Linked DNA regions of Sus scrofa: regions 1 and 3 are each linked to region 2. The links are chromatin contacts, called in public HiChIP or PLAC-seq maps. All regions are on one chromosome and are shown on one strand. Each heading gives the region's core, a stretch centred on a gene start, on an enhancer-like site or on the middle of the called end of the contact. The rest is flanking DNA. Distances are from core to core; before and after follow the strand shown.

What was found. HiChIP or PLAC-seq counts read pairs in DNA pulled down with a chosen protein or histone mark.
Region 1: a contact with region 2 is called in an H3K27ac HiChIP or PLAC-seq map of alveolar macrophages. The contact joins two enhancer-like sites. A contact is called at or near these places in 1 of 47 Hi-C or Micro-C datasets (embryonic fibroblasts) and 2 of 2 datasets of contacts at active chromatin or transcription factors (alveolar macrophages and skeletal muscle).
Region 3: a contact with region 2 is called in an H3K27ac HiChIP or PLAC-seq map of alveolar macrophages. The contact joins two enhancer-like sites. A contact is called at or near these places in 1 of 47 Hi-C or Micro-C datasets (embryonic fibroblasts) and 1 of 2 datasets of contacts at active chromatin or transcription factors (alveolar macrophages).

Annotation. Positions count from the first base shown.
Region 1 is chr17:50,568,217-50,572,331 of Sscrofa11.1, reverse strand. No RefSeq gene overlaps it. Among named protein-coding and RNA genes, the nearest start is that of PREX1, 20 kb to the right of the region's middle. Within about 2 kb of position 2,316, at least 22 of the 83 cell types and tissues checked have an H3K27ac peak or open chromatin away from gene starts, as enhancers often do. A contact at or near this core is called in alveolar macrophages, where this site is marked.
Region 2 is chr17:50,426,503-50,430,461 of Sscrofa11.1, reverse strand. PREX1 (phosphatidylinositol 3,4,5-trisphosphate-dependent Rac exchanger 1 protein) reads left to right here. Exons shown (of 40, transcript XM_021078040.1): 6 at 3,622-3,783. Among named protein-coding and RNA genes, the nearest start is that of PREX1, 120 kb to the left of the region's middle. Within about 2 kb of position 1,766, at least 9 of the 83 cell types and tissues checked have an H3K27ac peak or open chromatin away from gene starts, as enhancers often do. A contact at or near this core is called in alveolar macrophages, where this site is marked.
Region 3 is chr17:50,600,205-50,604,473 of Sscrofa11.1, reverse strand. It overlaps the pseudogene LOC110257393. Among named protein-coding and RNA genes, the nearest start is that of ARFGEF2, 30 kb to the left of the region's middle. Within about 2 kb of position 2,828, at least 10 of the 83 cell types and tissues checked have an H3K27ac peak or open chromatin away from gene starts, as enhancers often do. A contact at or near this core is called in alveolar macrophages, where this site is marked.

The DNA of each region.
Region 1 (4,115 bases), core at 1,067-3,566, 140 kb before region 2:
TAAGATGTTTATGCAGCAGTGCTCCTAATAATGAAAAATCAGAAGCAACCTAAGTGTCCTTTCCTAGGGGAATGAAAAAGAAAATTTGCATATCCTATTACAGAATGGCATGCACCAGGTTAAGGAAGGAAATAGATTTGTAAGGGCTGACAGAGAAAGCTCTATGACTTATAGAGGGGGAAAAAGGGAGTTCCAGAACAATACTGACAGTATCCTTGCATTCCATAAATATTCATGGAGCACCAGCCTTCATGGAGCATCACTGATCAAGGCACTGGGAATACAGCAGTGACCACAACAAACTCCCTACCCTGGCTGAGCTAACATCCTATCTAGGGGGGAGGGTAGAGGCAGGGAATAAACTGTATGTCGGGGTGATAAATACAAGGAAGAAATACACAATGGGAGAAGGTTTCCCATTTTTGCAAAAAGAATCGCCGCGGAACAATACCGTGTGTTTTCTATGGGTACTCATTTATGTTTAAAAGGGCACAGGAAAAGGTCTGCAAAGAAGCACCCCAACCTGCTGACTGTGTTATTCTGGGGTGTGTGGTGGATGCCCAGCGATTGGCCAAAGGCCCTTTAGCGATATGGAAGAATGTAGCCATGTGTTATTTGTATCATGAAAAGAGCATTAACTGGAACCCTCATCCCATTGCTGGTGGAAATATAAAATGGTACAACCACTTTGGAAAGCTGGGGACAATTTCTGATAAAAGCTAAGCATGTGACTCAGCAATTCCACTCCTAAGTATTTGTGTAAGAAAAGGAAAAGCTGTGTCCACACAGAGACGTGACCACCAATGTTGACAGCGGCCTTGTTCATAACAGCCCTAAAGCAGAGACAACACAAAAGACCATCACTGCGTGGCTAGGCGAACACTCTGTACATTCACAGACTGGAACACGACTCAGGAATAAAAAGGAACAAGCCATTGATACGTGAACGGGTCTAAGAGCATCATGCTGAGTGAAAGAAGCCAGGCACAAAAAAGCACATACCATATGATTCCAATTATCCGACAGGCAAAACTAATCTACGGTGATAGAAATCAGAAGGATGGTTGTCTGTGGGGGTTGTGCATTGACTGGAGGGGACCTGAGGGAACTTTCTGGGATGACAGGAATGTTCTAGATCTTGATGGGGGGGGTGTACATGGGGTAGGAATTTGTCAAAATTTATCGAATGATTCATTTCAGATCTATGCACTTCATTGTAAAGAATTTCATCTTAATCATAGAATAACCACCAAAGCCTAGAGAGGAATACCGTGACGTGTTAAGAGTATTTACTTTTCAATGGTGAAAATTAGGTGATTTTCATTTTCTTCATATGCTCATCTGGGGTTTTCCAAAGTTCCAGCAATGCACATTTTTATTCCTTCAGTGACTGGGAAAAAAAAGTAAAGGACGTGGCCTATACATTTACATAAAAAAAGAACATATGCCTCTTTTGTGCATATTTTATTTGTTTAGTCATTTTTTCTTAAGAAGGAAAGGAAGAGGGAGGAGGGCGAGAATAGGAATCCTCTCAGTCCTTTTACTGTCAAAAAAATTAACTGGAAACCCGCAATATTCAGTTCTGAATTCTGTGGAAAATGAAAATAATTCAGGACAACAGATTGTGCAATCAAGAAGCTTACAAGTGTGCTGAGCAGGTGGGGAATCCTCTCTGCCTCTAAAAAGAACATTGAAGGAGTTCCCGTTGCGGCTCAGTGGTTAATGAACCCAACTGGCATCCATGAGAATGTGGGTTCGTTCCCTGGCCCCTCTCAGTGGGTTAAGGTTCCAGTGTTGCTATGAGCTGTGGTGTCGGTCGCAGACACAGCTCGGATCTGGTGTTGCTGTGGCTGTGGCGTAGGCTGGCAGCTGTAGCTCCAGTTGGACCCCTAGCCTGGGAACGTCCATACATTGTGGATGCAGCCCTAAAAAAGCAAAAAATAAATAAATAAGTACATAAATAAAAAGAGCATTGAAAAAGGCACCCTCCTCCTTGAAGCCTTCCTTGATTTCTCCTTCAAACCTCTGCCTCTACAGGACTCATCTTACCCCCACCTTGTCCACAGAGGATAGGGTGCTTTCCTTTTCTCTGAATCCCCAGAGCCTGGCACTGGGTGTTTTGTACAAGGTGAGTTCTCTGCTCAGGCTCTGTGCACTTCATTTTTTTAGAAAGCCCCAGAGCAGACCCCAGTCGTGGGTAGGTCCCTAGCTTTTCACACTTTCACTGTGTGAAATGGGCACTGTGTAGATGAGGAACTGAGAGGTTGACCTTCTAGCCCCTGGGGGTTGGGAATAGATACTCAGGGGACTCCCAGACGCTTTGCAGAAACTCCTGCCTTGCCTTTAAAGGTCAAGCTGGTCACCTCGGGCTTGCTTTCTGCCCCATTCTGGTTTCCTTGGCCTCCGGTGAGAGGCATGGGTGGGTGGAGGCCGTGCCCCTCATTAGACAGCAGTGTCAAGCGCACATCTTGCTCTGCTCCAGCCCCTCTGCCTCCCAGGAGCTCAGGCTCACAGCAGAGCTGGGACCCAGCAAGTTTGCCCGCGCTGTCTTTGGCTGGCGACTGGGCCACTAGCATTGTTTTCTGTCTCTGGCAACACAATAGAAGTTTTGCAGAGGCTCAGGGAGCGTCTGCAAAGTGCTCTCCTCCTAGAGCGAGGCACTGTGCCGGGCTTTTTGGCGGCTTTTTATCTTTGGATCCAGGCGAAGCTGGGCAGGGGCAGGGGCAGGGGCAGGGGCAGGACAAGACCAAGGCTGGAGACAGTTATAGCTGCCTCGGGCTGTTCTCCAAAGGGGAGGTGGTCATGTGAGAGGAACAAGATGCCGAGGTGTCGCAGCACAACGGGGCTCTGGGTGGGGTGGGGGTGGGGAGAGCTCTCCATAAAGAGGGCAGGGAGCACCAGGAGCCGGTGACCTGTCTTCCCGCCAGAGCCCTTGATGCAAGTCCTGCTGGGGAAGGGAATCTGAAGGCGCAGACCGGATACTATGCACATCACCAGAAGCTTCTTTTTATCTTGATGTTATATTCCTGATCTTCTGTCTCCAGTACTACCAGTCAGGCCCAAGCCAGCCAGCCCCCTCTCACCATATACAAGATAGCCTCCAGCGGGGCTCCCTGTTTCCTATAGTCCAAGCTAGGATTTACTCACTGTGTAACCCTGTGCAAGTCACTTTACTTCCCCGTGCCTCAGTTTCTTCATCTATAAAATGGCACCATAGTCATGCTCATTATTATAAGGACATAATGAGTTAATATGTGGACATTGCTCAGAACAATGCCTGGCACACAGTCGGTATTACAAAAGGGTTGGTTATGGTCATTTTGTTATTATTATTCTAATTATAGGCTATTTGCACTCAACAGTGTGACCATTTAAAAACCTGAATCAGGAGTTCCTGTGGTGACGCAGTGGAAACAAATCTGACTGGGAACTATGAGGCTGCGGGTTTGATCCCTGGCCTCACTCAATGGGTTGAGGATCTGGCGTTGCTGTGAGCTGTGGTGTAGGTCACAGACGTGGCTTGGATCTGGTGTTGCTGTGGCTCTGGCGTAGGCTGGTGGCTATAGCTCCAATTAGACCCCTAGCCTGGGAACCTCCATATGCTGCGAGTGCGGCCCTAAAAAGGACAAACAAACAAACAAACAAAAACACAAAAAAACAAACCTGAGTCAGCTCATAGCACAGCCTTGTTTAAATCCCTCCCCTGGCTGCCCACTGTGCTTAGCACAAAAACTGTGCATCTTCTGTCTCCACGTAGCTAATCTGACTTCCTCTCCTACTGTTCTTCTCACTACTCATTGTTCCCACCCTACTGGCTCCTTGCTGCCCTTGGAATGTTCCAAGTGTGATCCAGCCTCAGGGCCTTTGCACTTGCCATTTTCCCCTGCCTAGGAAGCTCTTCTTGCACTTTGCCGAACTGGTTCTGGCTCAGCATTCAGATCACAACTTAATAAGAGAGTCTTCCCAAATCACCCGATCTAGGTATATGCCTTCCTGTATTTCTCTGTGAAAATACCTAATTTATTTCTTAGCTATTGTTGGCTATGTGCTTACTTGTTTAATATCTCTCTCCCCTGATTAGAATCTAAACTTCACAAGGGATGAGACTTTGTCTT
Region 2 (3,959 bases), core at 517-3,016:
GTGAGGGTGTCACACTTGGGGGGAAGGGGGGGCAGGCAGGACCCCAGGGACACAGGCTAGAGGAGTGGTCAGAGACGTGGGCACCGATCTAGACTGAGAGAAGCTCAGAGGCCCCAGAGAAGCGAGGACCACGTGGAAATGACAGAGCATAAAGCTTCCTGTACTGTGGCAGGTAGTGGGGTGGCTTGGTCCTCAGACTGCCCTCCGACCCCCTGGTTTTAGGAGGGGATGTTGGCTGTGTATTGAGGGGTTGAGCCTTTGTCCCTGCTCACTGGGAGGAAATAGGGAGCTGGCTGGCCGCACTCCCCTCTTTGGCCTTGGCTAGCCTGACAAAGATTCAGATGCTCAAAGCTACTCGTTTTGGAGCACGGGGTTGAGGGTGCTTTGGTGTGTTGAACCGAATTCCCCATCATACGTTACAGGCTTTTATTATATATATTTTTTTCCTTTTTTGGCTGCCCTGCAGCATATGGAGTTCCCAGGCCAGGGGTCAGATCCGGTTTGCAGTATGCTGCAGCTGGGGCAACACCGGATCCTTTAACCCACTGTGCGGGCCTGGGATCAAACCTCTGCCCTGGTGCTGCAGAGATGTGCCAATCCCCTTGTGCCACAGCAGAAACTCCATTTTATTATACTTTTATCTGTGGACATGCCTACAAGTAAGCCATCAGCTCCAGGAGGCCATATCTGTGTCATCTGTGTCCTCAACAGAGGGCCCAGCATGGGGCCTGGTACATGGATGGGTGAATGAATGAATGACTAGGGCACAGAGCTTCCTGATTCCAACTTTGAGCATCTCTTGCCTGGACTGTTGCAGTAGCCACTCAGTGGTCTTCCTGCTTTTATGTTCACTTTATGTGCATCTTCCACTCGGAGAGATTCTTTAAAAGTTAAATAATTTGGATGGTGTCAGACCTCAGCTCATAAGTCCTTGTTGCCTCTCCCAGGCTCTTGGGAGGAAACCCAGAGACACCCCCTGACCCCCACCCGCCGGCCCTGCGTGATCTGGCTTTGGCGTGTATCTCCAACCTCATCACCTTTCCTTGTCTGTCTCGCTCACTCTGCTACAGCCTCTCTGGCCTCCTTGCTGTTTCTCACTGCCTCAGGACCTTTGCTTGTGCTCTTCTCTTGTCTGGAGTACTGCTCCCACAGATGTTTGTGTGACCCAGGCCCTCACTTCATTCGGGTCTCCACCTGGAGGCCCATCTCAGAGAGACTTTCTTAGACCACTGCTCCTCCCTCTCTCTGGGTCCCTCCACTTGCCTAGCACTTAGCAATCATGTCAATTCTATTCCCTTGAGAGGGAGGTGTTCCTAGTTCACTACTGAAAGCTTGGAAATAGTATAGAAGTCCAGAGCACTAACCCCAGAGCCAGACTGGTCAGGCTCAAATCTGCTGTGTGACCTCAGGTCGAGGACCTGACCTCTCTGTGCCACTGTATCAAATGAGGATAAGCACCAGAACTCCCTCGCAGGGCTGGGCTGGTATGAGGCTCGAGTGAGCTGGACAGAGCGTCCACACTCGCTGCGTCCTGGCTCTCAGGTTCCCGTTGGTGGTCATACTCAGCCTCTGGACTCTTCCCCTCTTGACTGGGAGATTCCTGAGGGCCTTCTCTGTCCAGACCCCTGTACTCCCCTCCCAGACCCCTTGCTCAGTCAGTATTTTTTGAGTGAGGAACAAAATAGGTCTGTTGTACAAAAAGCTCAGCCCCCAATGACCCGCCTGCCTCCGGCTCGCTTCCTCCTTGATGCCCTTCCGGCCGCGCTGTCCTTCCCCTTCTCCGGTTTCCCAGAGCATGTGCCCCACACGGGCTGTCGTCCACGCCCGCCTCCGCACTCCCAGCTCCGTCACCCCCAGAGACGGGGCTCCATCTCCCCAACTTGCTTCCCCTCTGGCCTGTCCCTGGGCCCGTGGCAGGCGCTCAGCAAACCCACAGCGTCCCGATGTCACAGAACAGCTGGGCCTTGGGACCATGAGGATCTGCTCTCCAGAAAAGAGGCCGCTGTTTCTGGTCAGGCAGGGCAGCAACGAAGCGACTGGAGATGGGTTGGTGGGGGAGCAGGTGCTCCTCGGGGCGCGCTCAGAGCCGTGCCCCAGCTGGCAGCTGGCTGCTCGCAGCCCCGCTCGCGGGTGCGGTACCACCGCAGGGCTGGTCATGGCCTTGCCGGGGGCTTAGCAAGGCTGTCCTTTTTCACAGTGTTTGCCTTAGCCCTCACCATGACCACACGCAGAACCAGGCGGTGGGGTTCAAATCCACGTGCCGCCTCTTCCTTCTTAGAGGCCTTGGGCTGTCCCGCTGAGCCTCAGTCTCATCGGTTAAATGGGACCGAAGCAGATCCTACGTCATAGGCACAGAGTAAAGACGCGGGAGGCGTTGACTGGTGACGACAGTCATTGTCACCACCCTGCTCGTCACTGGTTTGCGGATGGTGAACCCGAGGCTTGGCGTGGAGGGCATCTGGCCCTGGGTCAGCCAGCTCCCCAGGGGCGAAGCCAGCCCAGGAAGCCACGTGTGGAAAGCAGCCCCCAGGAGTGTTCTGTCTGTGATTTTTGAGGGACCAGAGAGATGTAGAGATACTGGAGCCTTCAGGCACGTCGGGGCCAGCGGATTCAAGAACCTTATATCTACCAGCGCTGTCCTTTCGGTTGAGTGACTCGGCCTGCACATCTTCGGTGATGTCTTGAGGCCCAGCTGGTCTCTGCTGTCTCAGTTCCTTTCTCATCACACTTACTACGTGGCTGAAACCCTTTGATTAAGGCCGGCCTGACCTTTAGAACGTCCAGCCCACGTGCGTGGTGGGAGGTGCAAGGTGGGGGGGGGGCGTGTGGATTAAGGCCCTGCAGCCTTTTTACAGGTTCCCTCCCAGGTTCCTGGGAAGGCAAGGGTGGTTTTTTTTTTTTTTTTTTTAATATACCCATTTTACAGATGAGAAAACTGGGGGGCTGGGGAGGGGCGGTGTTGGTGGCCGCTCCTCAGATCTGCCATCCTCTTGCTCTGTGCCTCTCTACGTCTTTGTGTGTCTGTCTCTCAGTTTCGCTGTTTCTCCTTCTCTCTCATTTACTCTCCTTCAGGCGCACTGCCTCCTGGTTGTTTCCCTTACGCACCGCATGTATTTCCGCCGTGACTCTTTTTGCATCTGCTGTTCCCGCTACCAGGCGTGCTCTTCGCCCAGATTCTTGCAGGACTTCCTTCCTAGCTTTATCCAGAATCCCTGTTCCAATGGCACCCCCTCCGAGGGGCCCTCCCTGGCCTCCTTCTCTGAAAGAACACCTCCTTTCTCAAGACCCTTTAGCCCCTCATTCTGATTTGTTTCCGTAATATTTGTCACTGGCCCACATTAGATCGTAGACCTGATTTTCCTTTATTAGAATGTAAGAGCCACCAGAGGAGGAGTTTTTCTGTTTATTAACAGATGTATCCCCTGGCCCTAGGGCACTGTCCGTCGTGCAGGAGCTGCTCAGAGCACATTTACTGAATGAATGCGCGGCATCCCCCAGCTCCAGATCACGCAGTTTGTCCAGAGCAGAGCTGGGACTTGGCTCAGGGCCGGGTGACCCAGAGGCTGTGTTTGGTCCCCTCTGGGTTGACGTCCCTCATTCCTGCCCTGTCCTCTACCTTAGGAGCTGGCCAAGAGGACCCCTGGCAAGCACCCAGACCACCCCGCCGTCCAGAGTGCCCTGCAGGCCATGAAGACGGTCTGCTCCAACATCAACGAGACCAAGCGGCAGATGGAGAAGCTGGAGGCCCTGGAGCAGCTGCAGTCGCACATCGAAGGCTGGGAGGTGTGTCTGGGGCGGGAGGGGCCCTCTGGGCTGGAGACGGGCCCGGGGGGTGCACAGCTGTGGTTTCAGACTTGGCCTGCGCACCAGATCCAGCCTGCAGCATATTCTGTTTGGCCTACATGATGTTTGCCCCCGCCCCCCCAAAAAAAGTTTCATTATTTTCCAATTAAGTCCAC
Region 3 (4,269 bases), core at 1,579-4,078, 170 kb before region 2:
GCCCCACTCAGTGGGTTAAGGATCTGGCATGGCTGTGAGCTGTGGTGTAGGCCAGCAGCTGTAGTTCTGCTTCAAATTCCTAGCCTGGGAATTTCCATACGCTGTGGGTGCGGCCCCAAAAAGCAAAGCAAAAAAAAAAAAAAAAAAAAAAAAAGGCTATATTCCTAATAACCCATGTGACCACCTGGTACCAAATGAACATCAGCCCTAATAACACAGAATTTTAAATGCTTTTTTCGTAAGTAAAAGGTCTTTGTGTATGTGTGCTGTTTTAGGGCCGCACCCATGGCATATGGAGGTTCCCAGGCTAGGGGTCCAATCTGAGTTGTAGCTGCCCAGCCTATGCCAGAGCCATGTCTGAGACCTACACCACAGCTCACGGCAACGCTGAATCCTTAGCCCACTGAGCAAGGCCAGGGATGGAACCCGCAACCTCATGGTTCCTAGTCGGATTCGTTAACCACTGCGCCACGATGGAAACGCCTCATAAGTAAAAGTTTTAAAAGTGAAAACATATTTCAATATGAATGCAGAAGAATAAAATGCTGATAATAATGACTCTTGCTTCATTTTTTTTTTTTAAAGCACTTACTAAGCCCATTATAATTCACAATCTCATTTAACCCTTACAAGGCAGCCCTTGGATGTGGTCTTTCAATTACAATTAACTGAAACTGAACTCAGCTTGATTTGAGCAAACAAGGGAATCTTCTAAGACATGTACTTTTAAGTCTAGTGGGTTCAGGAAAGGCTGAATCCAGGGGCTCAAAGATATCACCAGAACTTGGTTTCCCTCTCCCTGTCTTGCTGCACTGCTTTCCCTGGCGCTTGTCAACTAGACCCTCTTTCCACGTGGTAGCTCTGGTGACAATACTTGTGTTATCCCTCTAACAGCCTTAGCATAAAGAGAGGTTTTCATTTCTAATAATTCCAATGTAAGTATCAGGACTGAATTTCATTAGGTCCACTTGGGTCACGAGCCCATCCTTGAACCAAGCTCTGTGAATGGTTTTGGAATGCTGCTGGAATGTTCTGAGGGGTCCGTCCCAAGTCCATCTTTAGCTCTGGGATGGGGCCAACACTTCCTGAAAGACAGAGGGTGAGGGGATGTCACTGAGATGCCAGAAAAAGAGGAATGCTGGGCAGACACAATGTCAGAAGTCTCCTACCAGCATCCTCGTTGTATTAATAAAGAAAGCGATGCTACTTATGCCTCATGGCTTGTGGATCAGCAAGGATGCCAGCCTGGATGGAACATAGTGAGCAAGGGGAGATTATGGGAGAGGAAGTCAGTGAGGAATCGGAGCTGGGCAGGGATGTGGATTGTGTAGCATCTGCACTTCTTGTGGACTATTATAAGAATTTGGGCTTTTGTTCTGAGTGTGATGGAAGGTTCAGAGCAGGGGAGTAAAGTGATCTGATGCAGGATTTATGTATTTATGTATGTATTTATTTATTTATTTATTTATAGGAAGTTCCCCGGCCAGGGAGTGACCCACACCACAGCAGAGACCCAAGCCACATCAGTGACTATGCCAGGTCCTTAACCCACTGAGCCACCAGGGAACTCTTCTGATGTAGGTTTTAAAAAGAATCACTCCAGCTGCTCTGTTATTCAAATGCAAAATATTATATTGCTATAATATGGACATGGGGCCCAGGCTTGGCCAACCAGCATATTCCATACCTCTGGCCAGTGATTGTATCAGGAATTAACTTGTGACCCATATCAGTTCAGCAAGATCCAGTCCAAGTGCTTCTGCTGTAACTCCTGGGAGAAAGAAACTCTTTCCACTAGGGTTGCTAAAGATCTACTTCTTGCCACCAAGAGCCACCACTTAGTAAGAATCTACTTAAGAATGAGGCCTGTGAGGGAAGTATTCCAGCAGAAGTGCCTGGCGTATATCCGGACAAAACTATAATTCAAAAAGATACACGCACCCCTGTGTTCACGGCAGCACTATTCACAACAGCCAGGACATGGAAACAAATGTCCATTGATAGATGAATGGCTTAAGAAGATGTGGTACATATCTACAATGGAATACTACTCAGCCACAAAAAGAATGAAATAGTGGCATATACAGCAACATGGATGCAAGTAGAGATTCTCATGCTAAATGCAGTAAGTCAGAAAGAGAAAGACAAACACCGCATGATATCACTTATATGTGGAATTTAAAATATGGCACGAATGCTTTGGAATGGATAAGCAATGAGATCCTGCTGTGTAGCACTGGGAACTATGTCTAGTCACTTATGATGGAACATGATAATGTGAGAAGAAAGAATGTATACATAGACGTGTAACTGGGTCACCATGCCGCACAGTAGAAAATTGACAGAACACTGTAAACTAGCTATAATGAAAAAAAAAAAAAACAACCACCACACACACACACACACACACACACAATTATGGCACAAGTGAACCCAACTACAGAGCAGAAACACACTCACAGACATAGAGGACAGATCTGTGGTTGCCAAGGGGGAGGGGGTGGGATGGACAGGGAGTTTGGGTTGGTAGATGCAAACTGTTACATTTAGAATGCATAAAGCAATGAGGTCCTGCTGTACAGCACAGGCAACCATAGCCAGTCTCTTGAGATAGAGCGTGATGGAATATAGCATGAGAAAAAGAATGTATGTATGTATATGTATGGCTGGATCACTATGCTGTACAGGAGAAACTGACGCACCACTGCAAATCAACTATAACAGGAAAAAAAAAAAAAAAAAAAAAAGAACAAGGCCAACACAAGGAAGAAAGTCTGACCTTATGACTTCCGTTGACCCCTCGGTCCAGTCACGCCTGAGTCATTCTTGCCCTGGATTTCTCAATTCTGTAAGTCAATATACTTCACTTTTCATTTAAGCCGTTTTGAGCTGGGTTTCTAATACTCACAGCTGAAAGAATTCTGAATGAGAGGACGTGTATATTGACCCCAGAGACAGATGTCAGTGTGGTTTTGAGAGGCCCTTGCTCCTGACGAGCTCCCAGCTGAGTGAGAGAGATGAAGGCCCTGGGCCTCTTTCCCTGTCATTATCTAGATTACAACCTCCTTTGACGCAGAGACAGTCTTTTACCTTTCCGTCCCTCCCCGTAAATGGTGTTCAACTGTTTGCTTGAGGCTGTGACTTCCAACAAGAAAATGTTAAAAATCCAGGGGGGCCGGGAAACCTGCCGGCCTCCCAGGCCGGATTATAGCTGAGCCTCACCCACGCCTCCGTCCCACAGACCCCCGGCCGGCAATTTACCAGGAGGTAAAAGGAGAGCAAACAAGGGAAGCTCTGTCCCTTTCTCTGATTCCAAGGAGGAGCTCACTTGATAAGCTCAGCCCTTGGCCACCTCCGCCATCTTTCATGTTGCCTTGGGTTTCATTTGTGTTCTCTCAGGGGCCCATCCCGCAGCCAATGCTGTCTCCAGAGCACCCCGGTGGCTTCCATCCCAGCCACCTGGGGCCAGGGGGATGAGAAAAGCAGTTTTCCAACCTCTGTCTTAACAGCAGACTTGGGCGGGAGCCCGCTGACCCAGGGACTGGGGATAGGATTACAGGATCTGTCACCCTCATCTGCCACCTTGGCCTCCCTAAAAGGTGTGTCTTTGTGCAGACGAAGAGGGGGAAGGGCCCCACATGCCTCTCTAGTCCCCAGGGGTGATCGAGCACAGAGGGGAGCTGGATATATTATTATGAACCATCTGATCCTGCTGTGCCCCAGTTCCCATGTCTGGTGCAGGAGGCTCCGCACAGCCTACCCACCGACCACCTGCACCCCCCGCATCCCCTCTCCCCCTCTCCTCCAGGAATCTAAGCTCATACCTCCAACCTGTTCCCTTCACCCGCCAGGCGCTTTGAGAACCCCCTGGCTTTTTGCCTCTGCTGTGCCTTCTGCCTGCGTGTCCCTTCCCCCATCCTTGCTTGGTGAGCTCCCATTCATTCCTCAAGATCTAGCTCAGGTGTCACAAGGTGACAATGCCAATCCCTCCCCTGCCTGTTCCTCTATGCCAATTGGCAAACACATCAGGATTTGTCTCTTCTGTGCTTTGTTCAAACTCCATGTCAACGGATTCTCAAGATTTGCTATTCGAGGCACGCTTTTGAAGCTCTGAGTTTTCAGCCGCACACCTGAATGGAGAAAATCATATCTGGAATCATCACCCGATTTACACAGCATCTACCCTGGCCCTGATTCGGAGCCACGTGCCGCCCTGACCTTGTTCTCTTACGTGCTCACGAAGCCATTTCTGCCCAGTCACATCCATGT